2 separate regions of the Rattus norvegicus genome follow, and region 2 is linked to region 1. Evidence: chromatin contacts called from public Hi-C data. All regions are on one chromosome and are shown on one strand. The core of a region is the stretch at or near the end of the contact, and the rest is flanking DNA. Distances in the headings are between cores, read along the strand shown. Region 1 holds the start of Fadd (Fas associated via death domain). Region 2 holds the start of Bc1 (brain cytoplasmic RNA 1).

Region 1 (7,553 bases), core at 2,174-4,673:
GTGTAGCTGTTCCCTCTGTCAGGAGAACCCTGTAACTAGGATCCTCTTCTCCAGGCATCAACTTTTATTTGAGACATGGTCTTTCTGTTTAGTGTCAGCTGGCCTGTAGTTCTCTGTGTAGGCTAAGCTGTCCTCAAACTCATAGATCAGAGATCCACCTGCTTCCACTTTCCTACAAGGCTAGGATCAAAGGTATGCATAACCACACCCAGCCAAAGGTTGGAAAACTGAGACAAGAAATGGTTTATTTGGCCGCCCAGTGTGGCAGTCAGGGCCCCTGCTGGTGTGAAGCAAATCAGGAAATCACACCACCTCATTCATGACTAGCACCCAGGGCTGTGAGCACACTGTAGTCAGTCTACTGGGACTTCTGAGATTAGAAGGGTCCTTAATATAATGGAAATTCTTGGTGACACTGGTTATCTCCAGGTAAAGGCACTTGCTTTCGTGTGTTTTTGTTTAAAGGAATCATTTGTAGCTCAGGCTGCTATAAAGCACAGCAGTTCTCAACTCTCAAGTGCTAGGATTGCAGAGTGAGCCACTATAGCCAGCCCAAGGCACTTTGCTTACAGACCACCGTGGAGGCAGGGTGCTCCCTCCACAGCACAGTCCTTCACAGAGCAGCGATTTTAGTGGCGAACTTTACAATCAGTCCTCATAGGGCTCTTGCACTTGTTTGGAGGTCAGGAGCTGCTCTCTGATGGCCTCCAAGGATATGAGACAGATGTGAACTGAGTTGGTGTCTTCCTCCAAGGAACAACACGAAGGCTCTCAAAGTGCAGTCAGCACAGGTGCCATTAGCTCCAACTCAACTTCCTCCTTGTAAGACCAGGGATCTCTTGGGGGTGGGGGGGGGAAGAGGTGATGGAGAACACGAAGGGGAACCTTCATGTGTCCCCAAAGCCCAGAGGGCAGAGGCTCCATAGAATCAGCTATACTCCAGGAGCTGGTATGAGGGGTCCCAGCCTGAATCAGCAAGGTCTTCTTGCCACTGGTCACGATAGGCACTTGGTGCTACATCATGGTGTGATCAAGTCCACAGTGACTCCTGAGAGGAGCCTCGGGCTTGTCAGGGTGTTTCTGAGAAAGACACAGTTGAATCCCTCAGCGCTGAGGATGTATCATCACTCTTGCTCACAGATCCCTGGGCCATCAATGCTTCTTCCACCAGGTCAGCCACCAGGTTCAGCCGGCAGGCCCGCAGTGCCTTGACCAGTCCAGCCACCGAGGCGTTCTCCTTCTCGACATTCTTCCAGACTCGCAGAGTCTCCCTTACCCGATCACTCAGGCTTCGGGGGTACCTCTCCTCAATGCCATCAATCTTGGCCTCAGACACCTTCAGCTCACGGGCCAGTCTTTTCCAGTCTCTCCCCACATTGTCACACACAATGTCAAATGCCACCCGCAGATCTAGGAGGGAAAACAGCAGCATGACTTGACTGAGGAGCTGGGGGCAAGTCTCCCCGTGGGCCACCAAGCATGGACCTGGGCACTTCAAAGGCAACATCACTAAAGCCAGTCAGGTCCTGTGCAGGCAGACACCCAGTAGCCCTGGAGCTACTTCAAGAGACCCACAGTGGCCTCCTGATCTGCCCAGCCACACTCCCTCAGCCTGGGCCACAGTGTGTTAGAGCTTAGAAGACTGGAAACTAAGGAGGGTTGGCGTGTCAGAGGGAAAAAAAATACAGGGCTGCCCTAACGCCCCACTCAATAGTGGGTTGGCCAAAGTCCCCAAAACTACATCCTGCACTGTGACCTTTGCTGGTTTGACTGGAGACCATGAAAGGCCCATCCCTGCCATACTGTGGAGCCCCTGCTAGACATAAGCAAGTTGTCACCTCTGTAGGGAGCCCTGGGCAGTGACTGGGAAGCCCTTACTGGATTCCTACAATAATAACAAACACTTGAATGCCTTGGAGATGTGAATATCCACCCCATTTTCTTATGTATCAAATAGTTCTGAGCCTGACACAGACTGTCACAGCATGTGCTGTCAGTGCTGGGGGGGTCTGATCTTATCTGCAGTGTTTTTGACTATGGTGACCCTTATGGTCATGGTATGACACGTCTTTCCAAAGGCTCCTAATGAGGAAGGTTTAGTCCCTCAATGGTGGAGCCAACTGTGGAAAGGAGAGGGGGGGGGGGTCATGATAGCCCTGAGCTCTCCAGTGGATCAGCCTACTGATTCATAATCTGATGGTGCTCCTGGGAGGTGATGGAAACCTTAAGAGAGCCTACTCAGGAAGTAAGGAAGTACAAGGGCTGTGCTGCTAGGGAGTGCCTTTTGTCCCAAGCTCCTTCCAGTAAGTAATTCTGCTACTCAGCCTGGCAGCCATGAGGTAATCAACTTTGGTCCACATGCCCTCCAAATGCTTTGATTTCCTGTTTTCCTGCAGACCAAAAGCCAGCCAACCAAGAGCACCTTTGCCCCTTTAAATGGCTTCTCCAATATTTGCCACAAGTGATAAAGGGTCTAATATAGGCTTAACCTGTATCTACACCCCAAGGCCAGACTGGTGTTGCTCGGTTGTGACCAGTATCCACTGTGAGTTATGGGAAGCCACAGTGCCTCCCTTCTACACAAAACAGAAGTAACTGCCAATAACCGGACACTGCATTCTGCACCACAGAGCTCAGCTGCGCAGTCCTTCTCTGACCAGGAAGAGCACTGCTTGCACAGACACTCCCACTACGGAAATGGTGCCGAGCAGCAGGCACAGGTGACCTCTGCCCACTCTTCAACCCTACCCTCACTGGGGTTAAGGTGCCTTGGCCACACCCATTTCTTAGCTGAGTTTTCTAACCAAGCACTGCAGGTCTGAGGCGAGTTTGTCTTGGGGTTGGGTAAGTGGTAGGTAGGAGAGTGCCTGCTTAGCACGATCAATACCCTGGGTTTAACCTCGGCACTGCAGGTTAGAAACGCGTCCTCCCAAGTTCGTACTCCCAAGTTCCGGCTCGCACGGCAGAAAGAAGTGGGCGTGCCCTAGAGTCCGTCCCAGCTGCAGCAAGCAGAGGGTGCACTAAGGCCAGGCCTCCCTGCTCATTCCCCGCCCCGTGGGTCTCCCACTACCTCCTCGGCCTCCTCCCGCCCTCAGCCCACCTGCCTCCCCCGGGGTTGCAGCAGTCGTCGCCCCCGCCTCGAAGTCGTCCAGGCGCTGCAGTAGGTCGTGTCTGCCCAGCGAGGCCAGCAACTCGCGCAGCAGCCCGGTGTGCCCGCGCTCCAGATCGTTCTGCTCCAGCAGCACCGAGAACAGGTCCAGGCCACTCTGCACGCGCTCCAGCTTTCGTTTACTCACGCGCTCGCGGCACAGGAACTTGAGATCCGTCAGATCGTTGCCCGACAGGCTGCTGGACAGCGAGTGCAGCAGCACCAGGAATGGGTCCATGGCAGTGGTACGCCGGGGTACTCCTCAGAGATCCCACAGAGGAAATCACCTTATGCTTTCCCGCCTAGCGTCTCGCGAGAAGTCTAAATCACACGCATGCGCCTCGGGTGTTGCCGTACCCGCTTCCGCCAGGGCTGGCATCCGCTGTCGCAGTATCTTGGACAGCTAAGCCGCGTTGGCTTCCGCCCGTACTCGCGATGTTTCTCGCCCTGGCGCGGAACAGATTTCATTCGCCAGTACCGTAACGTGGATCCTCTTGGGGCTCTGAGGAGCTGTGCTGCCCTACTATGTGGGGGGCTGGGAGAGCAGCTGCAGATGCCTACTGCGGCCGGATCACTTTCTATCATCATAAAAAAAAGGTTTACTTGTGGCTTGGAGAGACGATTCAGGGCTTCAATTCCCAGCACTCACATGATGACTTACAACCACCTGTAATTCCAGTTCCAGTGGCTTTGACACCCTCTTCTGGCAAGCACACATGTGGTGTGCTGATAAAATGCTCGTACATACAAAAACATTAAATATTTTTTACATATATGAGCCTCTGTTTAGTGCTCCCAGGAGTTCAGTGCCCTCGAAGGACAGAAACGGGCGCGGATCCCGTAGGAGTAGAGTTCCTTTTGATGTGATCTCTTGCGTGGGTCCAGGGTCTCCGTGAGAGCAACATAATGCACTTAACCGCAGAATCATTTCGCCGGCCCAGTCGTGTGTATATTAAATCAGTAGAAGAGAGTATCTGGAATATTCTCATCAGAAAAAGTTGATGCGTGCCGGAGGTTGTAGAGATGCTAACTGCCTTGCTTTGAGCTTTCATTAACAATACACTATGATTCCGCAGCCACGCACAGGTACTGTGTATGAGTTAGAAAGTGCCTGTTGGGGGCTGGGGATTTAGCTCAGTGGTAGAGCGCTTACCTAGGAAGCGCAAGGCCCTGGGTTCGGTCCCCAGCTCCGAAAAAAAAAAGAACAAGAAAGAAAGAAAGTGCCTGTTGCACAAGCCTGAGGACCTGAGTTCAGATCCTGGTGTCCACATAGAAAGCTGAACAAGGTGATGCCTGTCTGTAACTCCAACTCTGGCAGAGACGGGTGAATTCCTGGTGCTCAGTGACCAGGCACTCTAGCGGAAAGGTTAGTGAGCTCCAGGGTTAGTGAGACTCAGTTGTGCACAGTGTGCCCTTCAGAGTTGGCTTACATTTATTTCTTTTTTTCTTCTTTTTTTCGGAGCTGGGGACCGAACCCAGGGCCTTGCGGTTGCTAGGCAAGTGGGCTAGCAACCACTGAGCTAAATCCCCAACCCCTTACATTTCTTTAAAATGACTTATAATTTGCCCATTTAAAGTTCCGTGCTTTTTTTTTTTTTTTCCAGACAGGGTCTCACTATGTAACTCAGATAAACACCCGAGGCTGTGTAGAATGGCAAATGGGGGCTGAAAAGGTGGCTCGGGGGTTAAGATCGCTCGTTACTCTTCCAGAGGATCTGAGTTTGGTTGCAGACAGCCCTGCAGGACTGCTTACAACTGTCTGTAACTACAGACCGGGGAATCAGAGGCCCTCTGCTGGTCTCTGCTGGGTACTACAGTCATGTGCACACAACCCCCTCAGGACCCCAACACATTTTTACTAGGTGGGGAGGGTTCTTTACAGGAGCAGACAATAGCAGCAGATTTATTGGCTGGCTTACTTGAGGGGGCTGAGAGTCTGCACCCTGCAAATGCAGAGAACCAGGTTCCCAATCCCGGAAGCTAGAAACCTCAATAGTCAGAATCCAATTTGGAAAGTCTGGGGATTCCTGGACAGACACTGGCAATGAATGTGTTGAGTGCATAGTTTTTCTACTATGGTAGTTTTGAAACAAGATCTCATAGCCCAGGCTTCTCGGGAACTACTCCCCTTTGCACCATGTAGCTCAGGATGACCCTTAAGCTGCTGCTGCTGCTGCTGCTGCTGCTTCTTCTTCTTCTTCTTCTTCTTCTTCTTCTTCTTCTTCTTCTTCTTCTTCTTCTTCTTCTTCTTCCTCCTCCTCCTCCTCCTCCTCCTCCTCCTTCCTCCTCCTCCTCCTCCTCCTTCTTCTTCTTCTTCCTCCTCCTCCTCCTCCTCCTCCTCCTTCTTCCTCCTCCTCCTCCTCCTCCTTCTTCTTCTTCTTCTTCTTCTTCTTCTTCTTCTTCTTCTTCTTTTTTTCCGGAGCTGGGGACCGAACCCAGGGCCTTGCGCTTCCTAGGCAAGCGCTCTACCACTGAGCTAAATCCCCAACCCCGACCCTTAAGCTTCTGATCTTGCTGCCTCCACCTCCCAGATACTGGGATTGCAGGTGTGCACCACCAGGTCCAGGTTATTTTTTGTTCTGGGTGTCAATCTCATGTGTAACCCTCCCCCCAACACACACGTTGTGCACACTATTTTTCAGTCTGCTCATAAGATCCTGCAATTAAAAAGTTCATAATTTTGATGAAGTCAGGTGCATGTGTTTTTCTTCTTTTTTTTTTCTTTAAAAGACCTTTATTTATTTATTGTATATATGTGAGTACACTGTCACTGTCTTCAGACACACCAGAAGAGGGCATCAGATCCCCTTACAGATGGTTGTGAGCCACCATGTGGTTGCTGGGAATTGAACTCAGGGCCTCTGGAAGAGCAGACAGTGCTCTTAACCGCTGAGCCATCTCTCCAGCCCGTGTTTTTCTTCTTATTGTGTTAATAAAGTGTGGGGAAAAGCCTCTCTGGTGGTGGTGACCAGAGCATGTCTCTCAAGAAGGACCTCCATCATCCTTGTCCAGAAGAGAAGAGGGAACACAGAATCAGGGAGCTACAGAGCCCAGGTCCTACCCTGGCTGTGAAATGCCTGGGGCATATGCAATCCCTAGTCTCTGGCCATGCACCAATGGTAGTCCACTTTGGCTGCTCTCACAGCAGGGAGAGCAAGGTTTCCTGGAAGAAGGTCCTCATGAAGAAGGAGTCCCTGAACCAAGATGAGCTGGAGGCCTTCCCAACAGACACAAAGAGGGAGGAAGAGAGCCAGCAGTGGTGGTGCACACCTTTAATCCCAGCATTCAGGAGGCAGAGGTAGGTGGAGCTCTGGGCCAGCCTGGTCTACAGAGTAAGTTCTAGGTCAGCCAGGGCTACACAGAGAAGCCCTATCTAAAACAAACAAACAAAAACAAGAAGGTAGAGAAAGGAAGAGAAAGAAAGGGGGTAGATGGAAGGCAGGACAGGAAGAGGAGGAAAGAAGGAAGAAGGAACAGAGAGGGAGGAAGGGGAGACGTGAGGAGGGAAGGAGAGAGGAAGGAGGAAGGGCTTGAGCACCCCTTACTGGTTTAGTGGAGGTAAACTCACCCTTGTTTGTGCTGACGATGGTCAGAACTCTTGCCTTCCTCTCTAGGGTTGTCTGTCTCTAAGTTTCTTTGTCTTTTCTGTCTTTTGTGTTGTTGTTCCACTAATACTAGGCGGGAGCTTTCCTGAGCTCTGCCATTCCTTGCTTTTCCTTGTGGAGGTGTTGCTGTTTTGTTCGTTTGTTTGAGGCTGGGTCTCACTATGTACTGCAGGCTGGCCTGCACTCACAGAGATCCACCTGCCTCTGTCTCTGGAATGCTGGGACTGAAGGTGTGTACCTGCCACACCTAGAAGGGAACTTGGTGCCTCTGATGCTGCAGGGAACAGCATGTTCTAGAAGCCTCCTCTTAATTCTCAACTGGTGACACCCAGGCTTAGTCCTGGTCCCTGGATGGATGCCCATGAAGGCCTGCTGAGTAAAAAAGGTTTCACAGATGTAGTGAAGATAAGGCCCCAGGTTGGGAGATCTGCCTGGCGTGCCTCAGAGGAAGGGGTGGGGGTCAAGGCTGGCACTGTATTTCTGTCTTGGATTTTTCAGACTGAGGGTGTCTGGACCAACTTAGAACTAAGTCTACAGGGTCCCATTGGGACCTGAAACTTTAGGGAATGTATGCTTTTTATTTGCACCAAGCATTATTTGCACCAAGGATATGGTTCATGCTCCCTGGGTGCAGATCCTAGGGTTGCCAGCAGAGGGCAGCAGCCACCAACAGAAAGAGGCCAGCCCTGGCTGGAGTCAGCATGGTGGTCAGGGAAGAGTAAGGGACATGAAGGGATAGAGGCTTCAGAGGAGCCATAGTGTTCTGCTTCAGAGACCTAGCATGTGCCCCGAGTGCTGGG
Region 2 (7,553 bases), core at 2,255-4,754, 330 kb after region 1:
CTTGGAGGAATTTGCTTTTGACTTTGATCGTCTTCACTTTTCTCTGAATCTTAAAAAATATGAGGATGAACCCTTTAAAAACTATGTAGTTTTAGTGTAGTGGATTTCCGGAAGCTGGTGTACCATCTCCTTTATGCATTTGTCCAAAAATGTAATATTAATAATTTTATGCTAGTAACTGGGGATTGAACCGGGAGCCTTACATATGCTGGGCAAGTGCCCTGCCACTGAGCCATACCCTCAGTGCAGTGAAAGCATTTTGAAACCGCTGGCTAAATAGAACACACACAGCTCTCCAGACACCTGAGGACATGCTTAGGTGGTCTGCCACTGACCCTCCCCAGCACTCTCATCCCGCCTGTCCTGTCCAGTGTTATCATTTGGGCTGTGATTCTCCGGTGTTACACAAGTGGCTGTCACATGAGTTTCTCCAAAACCTGCCATCAGCAAAAGTGTTTCAGAATTTTCCCACCCAGTTTTAATATGTTCAGGTTGCTAAAATGAACATCAAGTTTGAAACCTACATTAAGAATCTAGAGATCAATAATATTTGTACCTTAAAAAAGGTACTAATTCTGGGTCTTTGGAAACTCCTTTGAGTGTACGGGGCATTGAACCCAGGGCCTTGTGAATGCCAGGCTAGTGCTCTGCCACTGAGCCACGCCCCCAGCCCCCCCTCCTGCTTTTAAGGTCCCATATTTAAAGTCTGGACCTTATTGAGAATCAAGCAACCTGCAAACATGGTATTGAAGATTCAAGTCTGTATAAAGGGTCTCTTTGCTCCTGGTGTTGAGACAAGCTGGATTCAAAACATGTTTAGGACGGAAACCAAACTGGGCAGGGTGAGTTTCACCAAAGCCATGTTCTGAACCAAGGGTCAGAATCAATAGTTTGGGTCTTTGTGATATATATGTTTTCCCACACACTTCCTGCCATGACTATTTCCTTATGGCAAAAGCTACATTTTATTTTATTTCAGCTAATAACTTTTATCCTCAGGATTGTATTTTAAACACACAAGAATAAGCGAATTGTCCTGGAGGCATGTTGAAAGCATAAAGCTGGGTACATTGGACGGCATATAAATTTATGGGGGAAAACCCATAACAATATTAACAGTGTTAACAAAAAGAAAGGGGTGATCAGAGGGCTGGAGAAATACATTATTCTGCTTGCTCCTTTTTTTCCCCATTCTCAATATTATGAGCGTTTTGTGACTTTATTTGGTTATTTAAAAAAAGTAAAAATGTAAAAGAGATTTAGGAAATAGCACAGAAGTACCTCATTTTACCTTTAAAATATACATGTCTTTGGGGGTTTTATCATCCAGAAGTAAGTGATGTTCACTATGTAAACACGGACAAGAACACACAGGAGGAAGTCATAAGGATTCCCGAATCCTGGTCTGGCCATGGTTAACACTTGTCATCTTTCTTGTGTGAACTTATGGGAATCTCCCAGTGCCTGACAGCATTGCTCTCCATGGCTGTCACCAAATCCAGCCAGGTTTTACAAGTCTCACCATAATGCTCATTGTAGGATGTAAAATCTCCACTCTTCTCTGACTGCTTCCTTCAGACAAAACCCATAAACCACCAGGTCAAAGGGGCCAGACTTTCAAATGACCTTCTTCATCCTTTTGAACCATCTGACCAAAAGTCAGCTCAAATTGATACATTGGAGAGCAATGAAAAGTTCCCTTTAATTCTGCCAAAACAGAGGGCTAGGGGCATTTCAAACCCCTCAGAAGGCACGTGCTGCTTCTGACTGCCCTTTCCCAGTGTTCCTTCTGCTCCTATGGGATGCTACCCAATTTAAAGGCCAGACACCTGTTGCTCAGTTTGGTGACATACAAAAGGCCCATTAGCTTGCTATTTTCCCTATCAGGATGAATTTACTCATTCATTTATCTATTTCTAAACAATTTTATTTTGTGTTTTGAGATATGGTCTCATTCTTTTGCCCAGACCAGCCTGGAATGCACTCTGTAGCCCAGGTTGGCCTCAAATTCACAGCAGTTCTCTTCTTTCAGCTTCTCACACGGGGCTGACAAGTGGGAGCCACTGTCCCCACTTCCAGGATGACTCAGTTTTGTACCCACCTCCTTAACTTCTTTATCAAACACATGCACCATTGTTTTAACTGTAGCACAAAGAATACTGCTCCTTGGTGTTGAATTTTGTTTATCCCACTCTGAGCCTAAAGCAGTGGTGCTTAGCTAGTTAAAATAGGTTGTTTTTTTTTTTCCAGCATGACTCCTAGTTGTTTAAAGTAACATCTGGAAGCTATGCCCGGGGCATACAGTCCTGTAATCCTAGCCCAGGTTGGGTGCAAGATGCGCTCAGCCCTTTCCACTCCCTGAGGGTAGCAGGCATATGAGGTTTTCAACTCTATTTGGTTGACCACTTATCATCTGTCCATTCAGAAGGTGGAGCAGGAGGGTCAGGAGTTCAAGACTAGCACATAGGGATGCTGTTTCAAACTCACCCTACCCTCACCCACTGAAAAGTGCCTCTTCTACTGAGGAATCCTCCAGCTTCTTTCCTTTCCTTTCTTTTTTCTTTTTTCTTTTTTCTTTTTTTTTTTTTTTTGGATTTTGTTTGTTTGTTTCTGGTTTTAAGTTCTGAAGACAGGGTTTCTCTGTGTAGCCCTGGCTGTCCCGGAACTCTGTTTATAAACCAGGCTGGCCTTGAACTCTCAGAGATCCACCTGCCTCAACTTCCCAAGTACTGGGATTAAAGGAAAGTCTTTGCCACCAGACCTGGCCTCCTGCCTCCTTTTTCTTTTTTATGGTTAGCTCTTTACTTGGTGTAAGTGAACAGCAGCGTGAGCAGCATGCGCAGCGTGAGCAGCGTGAGCAGGGTGTGAGGGCCTCACAGGACTTTGTTTTCCTGACAAACCAATACTTTCCTATCATGTGGAGTGCTTACTGCTCTATCCTCCCCCGAGCTTGTGATTCTATTTTTATCATGTGAAGTTTTACTCCTAGGAGACTTCACCTTTGTCCTTTCTAGTCTGTTCTCCAGTCAACAGGCAACCATACTGGTTGTGAGACTCAAACTTCTCTCTGCACAGGAGCTCTCATTTTCAAAGAGCACCATGTTAGAGTTAAGGATTCATTTGTATATATGAAATTCAGATTGGAGGTAGAATCCCTGGAGTGTGTGTGTATGTGTGTGTGTGTGTTCACTTAGCCCTCCAATCAATTATATTGTGTCTCTGGTCTCTTTCATACAGAAGCTGATCAACTTGTTAGCAATTGTTGTCTAAGGAATTTACTGTACTTTGGAATACTTTTTTAAACTATATTTTGGAAGGTATCTCTGATGTAAATGAGAAAGCTAACTTCAGTTTCTGCTTTTTGGAATGTGGGTGCCTATGGGATTGGAGCGCTTGGACAAAGTGGCTCCTCCTGCCGGCCAGCCCTTCGGTACCATCTGATACTTGACTGTGTATGAAATACTTCAGTTTTGCTTTAAATACTGGCAGCAAGAGCTAACGTTCGGGGTTGGGGATTTAGCTCAGTGGTAGAGCGCTTGCCTAGCAAGCGCAAGGCCCTGGGTTCGGTCCTCAGCTCCGAAAAAAAAAAAAAAAAAAAAAAAGACAAAATAACAAAAAGACCAAAAAAAAACAAGGTAACTGGCACACACAACCTTTTTCATTTTCAAAGACCCCCAAGGGCATTTTCATGGCTGGGGGCAATATTTATTATCTGCCCTTTAGGATATCGCAGTATCAAATCGTTTCCAGTCCGCAGGGAAGCTCCCGTGCAGTGTACAGATGCGATGATTGACAGCCCGGTGACAGTGGAAGATGCCGGATGCTCCTCCCTCCTTGAAGCCTGCCCCTAGGGCCCTTCCTGGATTTCCTGGGAACGCCCCTGTGCCAAATCTTTGATAACTTTTCTTATTTCTTTAAGACCCATGTTTGTGAATTAGGTTCCATCTGTTTGGATTTTGGAAATAAAAGCAGGATTCATCTGGGCCCCGCGCGCGACCCAGAGGACACGCCCCAAGGGATTGGCCCGACCCCACCCACCACTGAACCAGCCGTGCCAGGGAGGAGGAGCAAGGCTTCACTCGGGCTAGCCCCGCCCACATATTACCTACGCATGCGTAGAGAGGTGGGCTTTTTTTTTTTTTTTTTGGCTTCTTTAGCTTGCCGTCCTTACCCGCCCTGCTCCGCGCGGCATAAACGGAAGTGGCTTCTTCAATCTGGGCATTTGTGCTCGTGTCTCGCCGGCTGGCGATTGCTACACAAAATGACAGGAGTGCGAGGACCCGGGGAGAGCCGAGACACCGCCATGGCCATGGAGCAGGACATATTTGACGCCGTCGTGATGGCGGATGAGAGGTGGGCAGAGAGATCCGTCTCCGCCCCGCCCCGGCAGCTGCTGTGCCGTCCTCGGGGATACCCGCCTTCGCCATCTGCGAGCTGCCACTTTTTCTTGTCCTTTAATTGCCGCACATACGGCGGTATTCATGAATCTGCTGATGGATATGTCGGACAGGCCCCTTTGGATCCTGAAAAGTCCACAGGGAACGCCTGGGCGGGGCGGTGGCCCAGGTCATCTTGGCCTCTCCAGGCCGGCTGCTCATTGTGGGTTGGGTACCTCCCCGGGTGACTGCTCAAGCTCGGCTTAGGGAGTCCTGGCAGATGCGGGGCCACAAGCGCCCTTTAAACCCCCCAACCCGTAAATGGGGAACTGTTCACTGCCTCACATGGGGCTTCCAGAGCATTCCTTCTACAGTGCAGGCAGCAAGTTATCGTCAGTTTGAGGGCTGAACTCTTAGAGACAATAATACCCTTCTACTTAGAGCATCCCAGTGGTGGCATACTCTATTGATCTTGGGGACATTTTCTGTACCTCTACAGGTGTCGGGAGTCCTGGGTCCTTGGAGTGTTTTAGAAACAGACAGCTTGAGTTATGATGGCATGTAGGCTCAGTTGCATCTACCCTCTCGCCTACATTTTCAAAAGTAGATTCCTAGTGTATTCCAAGCTTGCTTGAGTTTGTATCTTTACATTTTCCTTGTGGGTTCTGGTGCTTTGCCAGGTTTGGTAGTCATTCATGTAACTCACAGTTACAGATGATACAGCCTGGCTGTAGCTTGCTTAGTAGAGTGCTTGCCATAGAACGAAGCCCATATGTATCATGGTTTCTCTCGGAGATGGTGGCACTCGCCTGTAATTTCAGCATGCAAAAGCTGGAGGCAGAGATGCTTGATTTGGAGGTCAGCCTTGGCTACAGAGTGAGACCCTGTCTCAAAAATGGGAGTAATGGTCACAGCAACGGGCCAGGGAGTAGAAGAGCTAGACCTAGAACCTGTATTTTGTGACTTGAGTTTTAAGCCCTTCCTATTACCCAATCTGCTGGGTCCAGTGGGATCTCGATAATACAGGGCAGGAAGAATTTTCCAGGAAAAGTGTCTTGCCTGATGAAGTGTTTCTTTATCACAGATTCCATGGGGAGGGATATCAGGAAGGCTATGAAGAAGGCAGTAGCTTGGGAATCGTTGAAGGAAAGCAGTATGGTGTGTTACATGGAGCCAAAATTGGATCTGAGGTAAGAGGGAGGGCCACCTAGAAGTGACTTCATAGATGAGTGTGGTGTCCCATACCTGGATCCCACCATTCAGGGGATTCTAGGTCAGCTTCAGCTGGACAGTGAGATCCTGTCCCAAAGAACAGCCTAGAAGTGGCTCAACAGCAGAGCATGCGCCAGCATGTGTAAGGCCATGTCTTTGAAACAGTGCCTAGAGGAAAAGGACAAAAGCATTGAACCTTTTCCTCAGCAGCTGCTTTCTTTGCTGTTGATGCCAGAGTATCTCACCTTTTCCCCACCACAAGGCCTTTGGTGTGGATTCATAGTCCAGACAGAAAGTTCTTAGCACAGGATCACCAGAGTTTGTTATGGGAGTAGCACAACGCTGTCTCCTGTCGTCAGCCAGTTCAGTACTCACCCAGATGGGTACCATGTTCACAGTGGCATCCCATAGGCTACACAGTTTTTCTCCCCTCGCCTTTGTCCTTGCTTAGCTCTCTCTTCCAGATCACTGACCCTGACTGGCAGAGGGGGTTTTGATAGTATCAGATACCTGATGCCACAAAGCAGGCCCTGTAGACTTATGGGTCCCTAAACAACAATCTTTGGCTGTGCCACATAGTACCTAGGGTCAGCAGGTAAGGACTCCAGTCAGAAGGGCTCCAGTTTTATCTGAAGGCCTGACTGGGCCAAGGGATCTATCCCTAAGGTGGCACACCGTCCAATTGGTATCCTCTGCTCAGATGTCCTCATGACACTCCAGAACAGGTAGCCAATGAGAGCAAGGCAGAAGTGGCATTGCTTTTTCTAGCCAGTCTCAGAAACTAGACCCGGAAGCTGAACACTCTGCTTTCCTCTGTTGTATATACACGAACCCTGGAGGAGGACCAGGAGCCAGCTACAGCACGTATACAGAGGATGGGCTTCCCCAATGTTATCTTGGGGTTCAACTGCCCCACCAGGGCTGTCAGTGTAGTTTCCATTGCCCAAACTCACAGCTTCCAGAATGGCTGAAGAAGCAGTGTGGAAGCCCTCTGCCGAGCCCTGTGTTTTGAGATCTTGGTAATTGGTGTGGTGTGACTAAGTGTTTACCGCCTTCACTCTGGGCTGCTTTTCAATTCACAGATTGGATGCTACCGGGGTTTTGCTCTTGCATGGAAATGTCTCCTGCACAGTGGTGCTGGTGAGAAAGAAAGGTGAGACTGTGGCTCCCTATCTCCCTTCCCTCCCACCCCCTTTTCCCTCTCAACCTCTCATCAGCATACTATCCGAGCAATGTCAAGGAGTAGCTCTGAGTGTCCTAATGTGTGCATAGTTATCTTACATCGTTAGTGCTAAATCTCATCTGTGACACACAGAAAGTAATAACGGCCAACTGGAGGGTTGTTATTCAAATAATAATCAGTAAAATGTGCCAGGCACCTCATGTGTACTCAATGAGCACTGGATGATGTCACACCTCAGGTAATGTCAGAATGCTCCTCTTGCTGTCTGTTTCTCACCTGGGCTTCTGATACACAGGCTGTAATAGTGTCAGTGGAATGAGGCCTCAGAAATGCTGGCTCTGCCAGGTGTGATTGGTGCTGCATAAGACTAATCATTGCGGAGAGAGAGGCAGACCTGTGAGTTCAAGGATAGCCCAGTCTTCATGGCCAGTTCTAGAACAGTAGGACAAAAAAAAAAAAAAAAAGAGAGAGAGAGAGAGAGAGAGAGAAAGAAAGACAACTTACTCTCTCACTCTTTCTTTTTTTTTAAAGATTTATTCATTTATTATATATAAGTACACTGTAGCTGTCTTCAGACACACCAGAAAAGGGCATCAGATCTCTTTACAGATGGTTGTGAGCCACCATGTGGTTGCTGGGAATTGAACTCAGGATCTCTGGAAGAGTAGTCGGGTGCTCTTAACCGCTGAGCCATCTCTCCAGCCCGCCCTCTTTCTTCCTTTCTTTCTTTCTTTCTTTCTTTCTTTCTTTCTTTCTTTCTTTCTTTCTTTCTTTCTTTCAAG

The links. A called contact is a pair of places that touch in the nucleus more often than the background predicts.
Region 2: a Hi-C map of frontal cortex shows a contact between it and region 1, with 2.9 times the contacts expected there. The contact joins the promoter of Bc1 here to the promoter of Fadd in region 1. A contact is called at or near these places in 8 of 12 Hi-C or Micro-C datasets (the A7r5 cell line, frontal cortex, hepatocytes and 4 more) and 1 of 1 datasets of contacts at active chromatin or transcription factors (oligodendrocytes).

The regions. Positions count from the first base shown.
Region 1 is chr1:209,171,506-209,179,058 of GRCr8, forward strand. Fadd (Fas associated via death domain) reads right to left here and starts at 3,424. Exons shown (of 2, transcript NM_152937.2): 1 at 3,101-3,424; 2 at 1,019-1,410. The coding sequence starts at 3,386. The coding sequence ends at 1,070.
Region 2 is chr1:209,499,393-209,506,945 of GRCr8, forward strand. Bc1 (brain cytoplasmic RNA 1) reads left to right here and starts at 3,505. Exons shown (of 1, transcript NR_036653.2): 1 at 3,505-3,657. It overlaps Lto1 (LTO1 maturation factor of ABCE1), which reads left to right and starts at 4,141. Exons shown (of 5, transcript NM_001107565.1): 1 at 4,141-4,566; 2 at 5,461-5,566; 3 at 6,671-6,741. The coding sequence starts at 4,262.